Linked DNA regions of Sus scrofa: regions 1 and 3 are each linked to region 2. Evidence: chromatin contacts called from public HiChIP or PLAC-seq and promoter capture Hi-C data. All regions are on one chromosome and are shown on one strand. The core of a region is the stretch at or near the end of the contact, and the rest is flanking DNA. Distances in the headings are between cores, read along the strand shown. Region 1 overlaps LOC100622535 (leucine-rich repeat-containing protein 9). Region 2 holds the start of DHRS7 (dehydrogenase/reductase 7). Region 3 holds the start of PPM1A (protein phosphatase 1A).

What was found. Promoter capture Hi-C pulls out the DNA fragments that hold promoters and counts their contacts. HiChIP or PLAC-seq counts read pairs in DNA pulled down with a chosen protein or histone mark.
Region 1: a contact with region 2 is called in a promoter capture Hi-C map of skeletal muscle, with 4 times the contacts expected there. The contact joins the enhancer-like site here to the promoter of DHRS7 in region 2. A contact is called at or near these places in 3 of 5 promoter capture datasets (fetal liver, liver and skeletal muscle), 19 of 47 Hi-C or Micro-C datasets (adipose tissue, alveolar macrophages, blood and 10 more) and 1 of 2 datasets of contacts at active chromatin or transcription factors (alveolar macrophages).
Region 3: an H3K27ac HiChIP or PLAC-seq map of alveolar macrophages shows a contact between it and region 2. The contact joins the promoter of PPM1A here to the promoter of DHRS7 in region 2. A contact is called at or near these places in 5 of 47 Hi-C or Micro-C datasets (embryonic fibroblasts, heart right ventricle, liver and 1 more) and 2 of 2 datasets of contacts at active chromatin or transcription factors (alveolar macrophages and skeletal muscle).

The regions. Positions count from the first base shown.
Region 1 is chr1:189,081,624-189,084,323 of Sscrofa11.1, reverse strand. It overlaps LOC100622535 (leucine-rich repeat-containing protein 9), which reads right to left. Exons shown (of 29, transcript XM_021062251.1): 29 at 2,595-2,700. Among named protein-coding and RNA genes, the nearest start is that of DHRS7, 88 kb to the left of the region's middle. Within about 2 kb of position 1,308, at least 1 of the 83 cell types and tissues checked has an H3K27ac peak or open chromatin away from gene starts, as enhancers often do.
Region 2 is chr1:189,169,310-189,172,009 of Sscrofa11.1, reverse strand. DHRS7 (dehydrogenase/reductase 7) reads left to right here and starts at 1,265. Exons shown (of 7, transcript NM_001244160.1): 1 at 1,265-1,735. The coding sequence starts at 1,603. It overlaps LOC102157689 (a long non-coding RNA gene), which reads right to left and starts at 1,428. Exons shown (of 5, transcript XR_002335513.1): 1 at 1,292-1,428.
Region 3 is chr1:189,247,679-189,250,378 of Sscrofa11.1, reverse strand. It overlaps PPM1A (protein phosphatase 1A), which reads right to left and starts at 1,405. Exons shown (of 6, transcript XM_021062341.1): 1 at 969-1,405. LOC110259569 (basic proline-rich protein-like) reads left to right here. Exons shown (of 5, transcript XM_021085056.1): 2 at 475-891; 3 at 926-1,577; 4 at 1,908-2,042.

The DNA.
Region 1 (2,700 bases), core at 59-2,558, 88 kb after region 2:
TCTGGTGTTGCTGTGAGCTGTGGTGTAGATCGAAGATGTGGCTTGGATCTTGCGTTGCTGTGGCTGTGGTGTAGGCCAGCAACTGTAGCTCAGATTTGACTCCTAGCCTGGGAACTTCCATATGCTACGGGTGCAGCCCTAAAAAGCAAAAATAAAAATAAAAAAGACACATGAAGACAATACATGTCAAATCTTCTTCATAGGTTTGTTAGTAGGATAAACCATGTAAAATAGACTAGTGGTTTATATATATTCAGCGTTCTTTTCTGGTTTTGTGATAATCAGTTGTGAAGTGTGTTATTAATAATTTAAAATTTTGCAGTTGGTGAATGGTTTACTAAAAAAAATAATTTAAAGCAGATCTGAAGTCATTTCTGTAAAAACACTTCTCGTTCAATTACATTTTCATTTATTTTGTTGACTAGCAAGGGGATGAAGTTATAGCTACTGCTTTAAGAAATGTGTGTAACCAATAGCTTAACCTACCTAGGCATTTACCTACCTAGGCATTCCCAGGGGAGTATGTTGTGCATCATGTCAGCATCATCTGCTCTCATGGCAGAAAAAAATTCAGAGCTACTGGGTCAAATTATCTTAGAAATCATCCCCTTCATTGCTTTTATATGGAATTATTGTATATTTATATTAAAATGTTCTTAAGGTTGAGTCAGTGTCTGTTTTCTGTGCAGCACCTAGCAATACCTAAATATATGTTTATTATTATTCTTAGTGTTACTATTAAATTATGTAATACAAATTTGCTTTCAAGAAGAAATTCAGATTAAAAAAAATTATAGTTCTCTTGTGACGCAGTGGGTTAAGGATCCAGCATTGTCACTGCAGCAGCTTGGTTTGCTGCTGTGGTATTGGTTCGATCCCTGGCCGGGGAACTTTCACATGCCGCTGGCATAGCCAAAAAGAAATTATAATAAAAATGATATTTCAGAATTTAACAGTATGTTCATAAAAATAAAATGATGGCTCTCAAATATATTACAAATGCATAGGAAAAATGGCTAAAAAAATGTCAAATGTTAAGTAGATACTGGATAATATACTGCTTTATACTTTTCTACTCTTATAAATTTTTCTCTGGTAAAAAACTGTTACTTTATTTTTCCCATCCAGTTTATTATTTACAAAGACACTTTTTATTATAAAAGTAGTGTATATTGAGTATTTCATTTACACATAATCATAAGAGAAAGAAAAAGCAAGATGATGCCACGTTACTAACAGATAGTGAAGAGCAGATACTTATCATAACACTGTACTAAAAGCAGCTGTCAAAATTAAAGGGCAACAAAGACATCTTCTGGACATCTTAAGAACTGCATAGTTGCTTTATAAACAAAGTTCTTTTTCTACCTTAGAGTAATAGTTGTTTAAAAACCACATGTTAAGAAGGGTAAAACCAATCTGTATTAGGTTTGAAATTTTATTTTATTTTTGAGGGATACACTATCGCGACATGGAAGTTCCTGGGCTTTGGGTCAGATGGGAGCTTCAGCTGCCAGCCTACACCACAGCCACAGCAACGTCAGATCCGAGCAACATCTGCGACCTACACTGCAGCTCATGGCAACAGTGGATCCTTAACCCCCTGAGTGAGGCCAGGGATCGAACCTGCATCCTCATGTATACCAGCTGAGTTCTTAACCAGCTGAGCCCTAATGGGAACTCCAGGTTTGAATTTTTAAAAATTACATGATTAAATTACAAACATACAGTATCTAAAGAAGAGAAAAGATACAAAATTGTTGCATACACATTGGAATTAGTTTCCAAAATATCCTTAAGACCATTTCCAGATAAATTATAAAATACAAATATTTTAGTAAAAATAATTTATTTTCATGTAGGGAACACATAAAATAATATGAAAATTACATGTAGTATTGAACCACCACTTGCAAAATTTAAATAGAATACTTCATGAATCATGGAGCCCATTGATAGAAAATATGATGGGCAATTTCATCATTAAGAACTGTGTTTAATACATTCAATACCATGTTTGATTGATTTTTTTCTATGCAGTGTATTTTAGAAAAATTATTTACAGTGAAATTCAGTTGAGTCCAAAGTTTATTTTATTTTATTTTTGTCTTTTTGCTATTTCTTTGGGCCGGTCCTGCGGCATATGGAGGTTCCCAGGCTAGGGGTCGAATCGGAGCTGTAGCCGCTGGCCTCTGCCACAGCCACAGCAACTCGGGATCCAAGCCACGTCTGCAACTTACACCACAGCTCACGGCACCCACTGAGCAAGGGCAGGGACTGAACCCGCAACCTCATGGTTCTTAGTCGTATTCGTTAACCACTGCGCCACGACGGGAACTCCAGTTGAGTCCAAATTTTAAATGTGTCCACTCTGTTTGAGCATGTGTTTTACTTAGCCTAAAATGCGCTTGTAAAATTGTATCACTATAGGCACATTTAATGAATTTTGAGTATAAAATAGTACGCTTTTATTCTTAGAGCTTGAATGGCTAGGTGCACTCATAGTTTGGCACTTCCTTTAGGAAGTACTATTGTTGCCAGAATTTGGTCCTGTCTGTCAGTGCCGAATTGAAACACAGAGACAGAGTTCTGGGTAAAGGAGAAAAAAACAGCTTTATTGCTTTGCCAGGCTAAGGAGGGTCACAGCAGGCTAATGCCTTAAAGACTGTGCTCCCCTCCCCCCCAAATTGCGAGGAGTTT
Region 2 (2,700 bases), core at 16-2,515:
CAGCTGGTAATATTACTTTTAAGTACCTTATTTGGAAAGTCAATTATAAGAAAAAAAAGAGTGTGTATAAATGTATGACAGAAATTGACAGAACAATGTAAAACAATTACAATAAAAAATAAGATTAATAAAAAAATAAAATTGAATATGGCTATTCAGGAAAAAAAAAAATAAAAGCCTATACTGCAAAGGCAGCAAGCTAATAAGAGTCACTCCTGAGCAATATTATTTCAAGTTGTGATCAGGATAAACCATTAGTCAGAGTCAAGGTTTAGCTAAGGGCACATCTTCCTCCAGGAACCCAGAACAACGCCACAATGAATTTTTTTTTTTTTTTTTTTAGGGCCACACCCAAGGCATATGGAAGTTCCCAGATAGGGGTTGAATCTGAGCTGCAGCCAGCAGCCTACACCACATACACAGCAACAGCAACCCTGGATTTGAGCCAAGTCTGAGACCTACACCACAGTTCAGGGCAACATTGGATGGCAGCAGACCCAGTGAGTGAGGCCAGGGATTGAATCTGCATCTTCATGGATACTAGTTGGATTTGTTTCCACTGTGCCACAGTGGGAACTCTCAATTTTTTCATAATAATTTTTATTTTTTCTATTATAGTTGGTTTACAGTGTTCTGTCAATTTTCTAATTCAATACAATGCAAACATTCTTATGGCTTTCAGGTATAAGGAGAACTAGAGTTGCAGAATGTAGAAGTTTATAAACAAAATCCCTGCTTTTCAGGTTGGAGTCCAAAAAATGATAAGTATAATAGAAATAATGAAGAATAATTAATAATGATAATTAGTTATAATAATTACGAAAGAAAGGATTACTAGGATTACTGCGTTTGAGTCACTGTGTCCCTCACAGGCATTTTCTCATTTAAATTACATATTCTTTATGGGTGCAGAAATAATTTACTCAGGATTGCTGAGGGCCCAGCTACCTGGACTCCAACTGAGTTGGCTCAAATCCCCAACTGGTACTCCTAGCATTACGCTCAAGGTCAAGTGCTGCCCAAGCTGCACTTTCTTATTCAGCAATGGGGCCAGGGTCACTTTCAAATTTAGGCCAATCCCACTCAACCCTTGGGCTAATTCGGTGAGGGGGTGGGCTGGGATGGAAAACAAATTGGTGCTTTGTTGGGCTCATCTAAAGAAAGTTAAGAAGTGGGGAGGAAGAAGCCAAATTTATTCGTTGTAATATTTGTGCTCTTCCTCTCGACACAACTAGATCTTCGAAAACTATTTGGCCTCAAAACAACTGTTAACCGTTCTTGATTACTGTACCAAATGCAGTATCGCCAAGCATCTGTCATCCACGCCGTCTGCTTCTACTGCAACTCTTTACTGGGAGCCCTGGCAGGCGAAACCTAAGGAGCGATGACAGCGTCGGCGTCCCCCACGCCCAACTCCCTGAGCCCAGGGCGGCTCCGCTTCCAGCCTGCACTCCCGGTCCGCCCTGGCCAGGGGTGGGCGGGGCGACGGCTGCGCCGTTGCACTCGCGCAGTTGCGCGGCTCAGACCAGGTCCGGAGGGTTCGTGGGTCGCTCTAGCTATCTCTATTAGCTGTCTCCGCAAAGCAGGGCGTGCGCGGCGGTGATGAGCTGGGAGCTGTTTCTCTGGCTGCTGGCACTATGCGTGCTGCTCGCGCTCGTGGTGCAGCTCCTGCGCTTCCTGCGGGCAGATGGCGACCTGACCCTGCTGTGGGCCGAGTGGCAGGGGCGACGCCCAGGTGAGGACCCGCAGCCGCCTTTCCGGAGTGGACGGCCGGGTTCTGTGCGGTCGGTTCTCCGCCTTTCTCCGCGTCCCTCCGGGTGCGTGGAACTTCCGGGCGACGAGGTTGCGCCTTTCCCGGGGGCTGCGGTTTGGGGAGGAAGGGGCCGAGGCGTTTTGTCTTCTGTCCTGGACCATGTGGACTTGCCTGGTAGCCAGAGTTAAAGAGCAGCGAGAGCGCTGGAATTGGCAGCGCACCCTCAGCTTTCTCAGTTCCTAACCCTGAGGGATTTTGATGAAGTGTTGGAGGATAATACTTTGCGAAACTGCGTTTGCAAAGGAACCAACCTCCTTTTGAGGACTAGTTTTTCTACTTCGTGAGGTTGTTCATCTTCCATTTCTTACGCTAGTCAGAGTTGTGAAATAAAATTTGAGATATTCCACAGTCACCCACATACTTGCCTATTTATTGCGTTAAAAGTATAACTAGCAAAAACTGGATTGGTGTTTTGCCAGGAGCAAGACTGTCATACTAAAGGGCGTCCTGCCTATCTCATTTTTTATCTGTGCCCTGCTTCATATTTGATCGTCATTAACTAAACGCATTCTATGTGCTAAACAGTGTTCACACAGAACTGTTCATTTACAATGACACTTATAAAGCAGGCATTATTAATCTTATTTGCCAGGTAGGGAAACATGTTCGGAGAAGTTCAGTGACCTGCCCAGAGCTAGGCTTTGGATTCATAAGGGCTGGAGGGAAGTGGGGTTTCCCCGGACCTAGTTTTCTGTATGAAAGAAGGTTTGCTTTGAAGTGATAACTAATTTGCTTTAAAAACGGGGCCAGGGAAGGAAGGGGTGCATATAGCTTCTGCAAGGGTGAAAATTGATTCTTAGGGACCGAAAAAAATCTTAGATGGTGTAGTGTTTTATGCCCGTCCAAAGCTCAACCCAACCTGACAAAATATTATCCCTTAACATTTC
Region 3 (2,700 bases), core at 156-2,655, 78 kb before region 2:
TCACTTCACTTAAAATGCATTCGGCTCATTACACCAATCAGCAGGAAATTTAGGGTTGGGGTGGACAGGGCGAATAGCTTTCTTGGCTTGGACAACTTAAGTACGACCTTTGTAAATTTTTAAGTACCATGCGGTGCTTGAGGAAAAAAAAAGAAATACCTCAAGCGATGAAATTTTCAAAACATATCTAAAACCGCTGTTGGTAGAGGCCCTCCAGAGCCAGCAGTCTTTCAAGAAAATATTAAAAATCTACAAGCAGAAAAGTATCATACCTCGACCAAACTCTAGCATCAAGAACTTTTACTCACACAATTAACACGGTTTAAAAGACGAAAAGAAATCAGTACCATTTACTTCAATGAATTTGTTCAATGCTTTAGGAATGAATGAATTGGAGGTATCACTGACTTGAGTTCTAAAAAAGCCTCACTCTAAGCTCTACCCTCTATAAAACCTGAAGCAAAAACTCTCCAGAATTTGGTGTTTCAAGGCCAAGTCCGGTCCAAAGGAAGCTTCTCCTCTTCTTTCTCGCGGCCTCCCTCCAGGGGCTGGAGCCCGGGGTGGCCGGGCGGTTGGGGGCGCCGTACGCCCCCTCCCCGCTCAGGGAAAGTTCCGCGGGTTCATCTCCGGTCGGGGCAGGCCTGGCCCGCCGACGGCCCTACCCGGCCGAGCGGCCGCAAACACCCCGCCCGGCATCTGCACCCGGAGGGTCGCGCCCCCTCCCCGCGCAGCCGCCACAAACACCCCGCCCCCGCCTGCCCGCCACCGCCCTCGCAGAACGTTAACCCCTCGTAGTCCGCCGCCCGGCTCGGGGGAGGAGGCCGGGCCAGGGGGTGGAGTTGTCGCGTCTCCTCCCGGGAGCGCCCGGGCAGACGCCCGGCTTGTTTACAGGCCCCAGGCTTTAGGCCTGGCCGCTGCCGCGCAGGCCCGCGCCGCCCGCCCGCCCTCGGCCCCAGCGTCGCGCTTACCCGGAGCAGCCGCGGGCAGGCAGGTCCCTGGTCGGCCGAGGCTGCGGCGGCCGGGGAGGGGGCGGGAAGGGGGTCACCGCGGCGGCGGCCGGCCAGGTCAGGCCGGGGAGGGGGCGGAGGAGGGGAGGAGCCGGGCTGCGTCCGGGCCCCCGGCTCTCGGCGCCCTCGCGGCTCAGATCATCCGGGCGTTGGAGCGGGAGGCGGAGAGCGGGTCCCGGAGGAGGAGGAGGAAGAGCCGAAGATTCATCGCTTACGCACCCCACCTGCCTTAGCGCCCCCCCACCCCCCTCCCCAACCACCGGCTGCCGAGCTGCCGCTGCCGGAGCACCCGAAGCTGCGGGCCGGGCCAGTGCGGAGACCACAGCTCCCTCGCTCCCGCGCGCGCTCCCGCCCCTAGCGCCGCCGCCGCCGCCGCCGCCTCCAGCGCGTCCCCGCGCAGGCGCGCTCACGACGGTGCCGTACTACCCCTCCCCCACGCCTCCGCCTGCCACGCTCCGCCCCGTGGGCTCAGAGGCCCCTACAGCTGCGGCGCGGCGGAGCAGCTGGAGAGACCCGGATGTCGTTGGGCAGGAACTGCAGCGCGCGCTGGCTAACGGGGGAGGGGTGCAGGTGATGTCACTGCCCTACCCAGCTTCTCTCGTAGCAGTGGCCTCGCCGCCCGGCCCCTAGGCAGAGCCACAAACGAGCGTCCGAATCCCGGAACGGAACCGGGACATGGGGCTTCCTGCCCTGGCCCTGGGGACTGGACAGAGGTGTGACTGTATGAGCCTCAGGAATGGGGATACTCTCCGAGCCCGGACTCGGCATCCCCCCTAGGGCGTCCGCGCCTCCTTTCGCTGGGCTACCGTCTGTCTGCAGATAGATACCCCATTCCCGGGGAAGACGCAGTCTACAGAGGCCGAGGACCGACCTTGTGCTGTCGACTTCTCTCCCTTACAGTTGCGGCCTGATCGCGGCCTAGCTGCTGCGGCTCTAAGGCATGCTTGTTGTCAGGCCACCGCCAGATCCCTCTCCCTCAAGCCTCCACACTTCCGGAGCCATCCTTGCCCCAGCGACCTCGGGAGACCTACGCAGGTGCTCTAGCCACACATCTCGGGTCCCAAAGGGCAGCAACACTCTCACCCTACTACCACCCACCCACACGCGAGTGCCCCTGATACACGCACAAGGCACATGCTCTGAGTTTCTGGTGGTTTTTCGTCTGTAGCTCGTGGGGTTCCACATTGTATTTATTTGCACTTATTAGACAGTCACGTGATTCTGTCACAGGGGACATCCAACCACCTCCAGTGAGGTTAAAGGAACGAAGGATTTTTCAAAATCTGGAGGATTATCAAAAATGTGGCAGCTGCTGCTATGAAAATTTAGAGATCTGTTAAACCCAGTTGCACGTGCAGGTGGCCAGAATCCAGTTTAGCTAGCTAGACTGCAGACAACCCGACCCACGCCGTTTGCAGACGCCAGGGATACAATGACAAACCCTAGGCGGCCAATGAATCAGAACTGGAGAGCAGTACATCACCAGCAGGGTTTCCCATTGGCTGGGATGCTTTCCCTCTCTTGTCAGAGGTTTAACCTGCTCAGGGATTTGACTTATACCACATTTCCAGGCACAGAAGTTTAAAAGAAAAATCAGTGTTTAAAAAAGATGCTCTTGGGAGTTCCCTGGTGGCCTAGGGGTTAAGGATCGGGTGTTGTCACTGCTGTGGCACGGTTTTAATCCTTGGCCCAG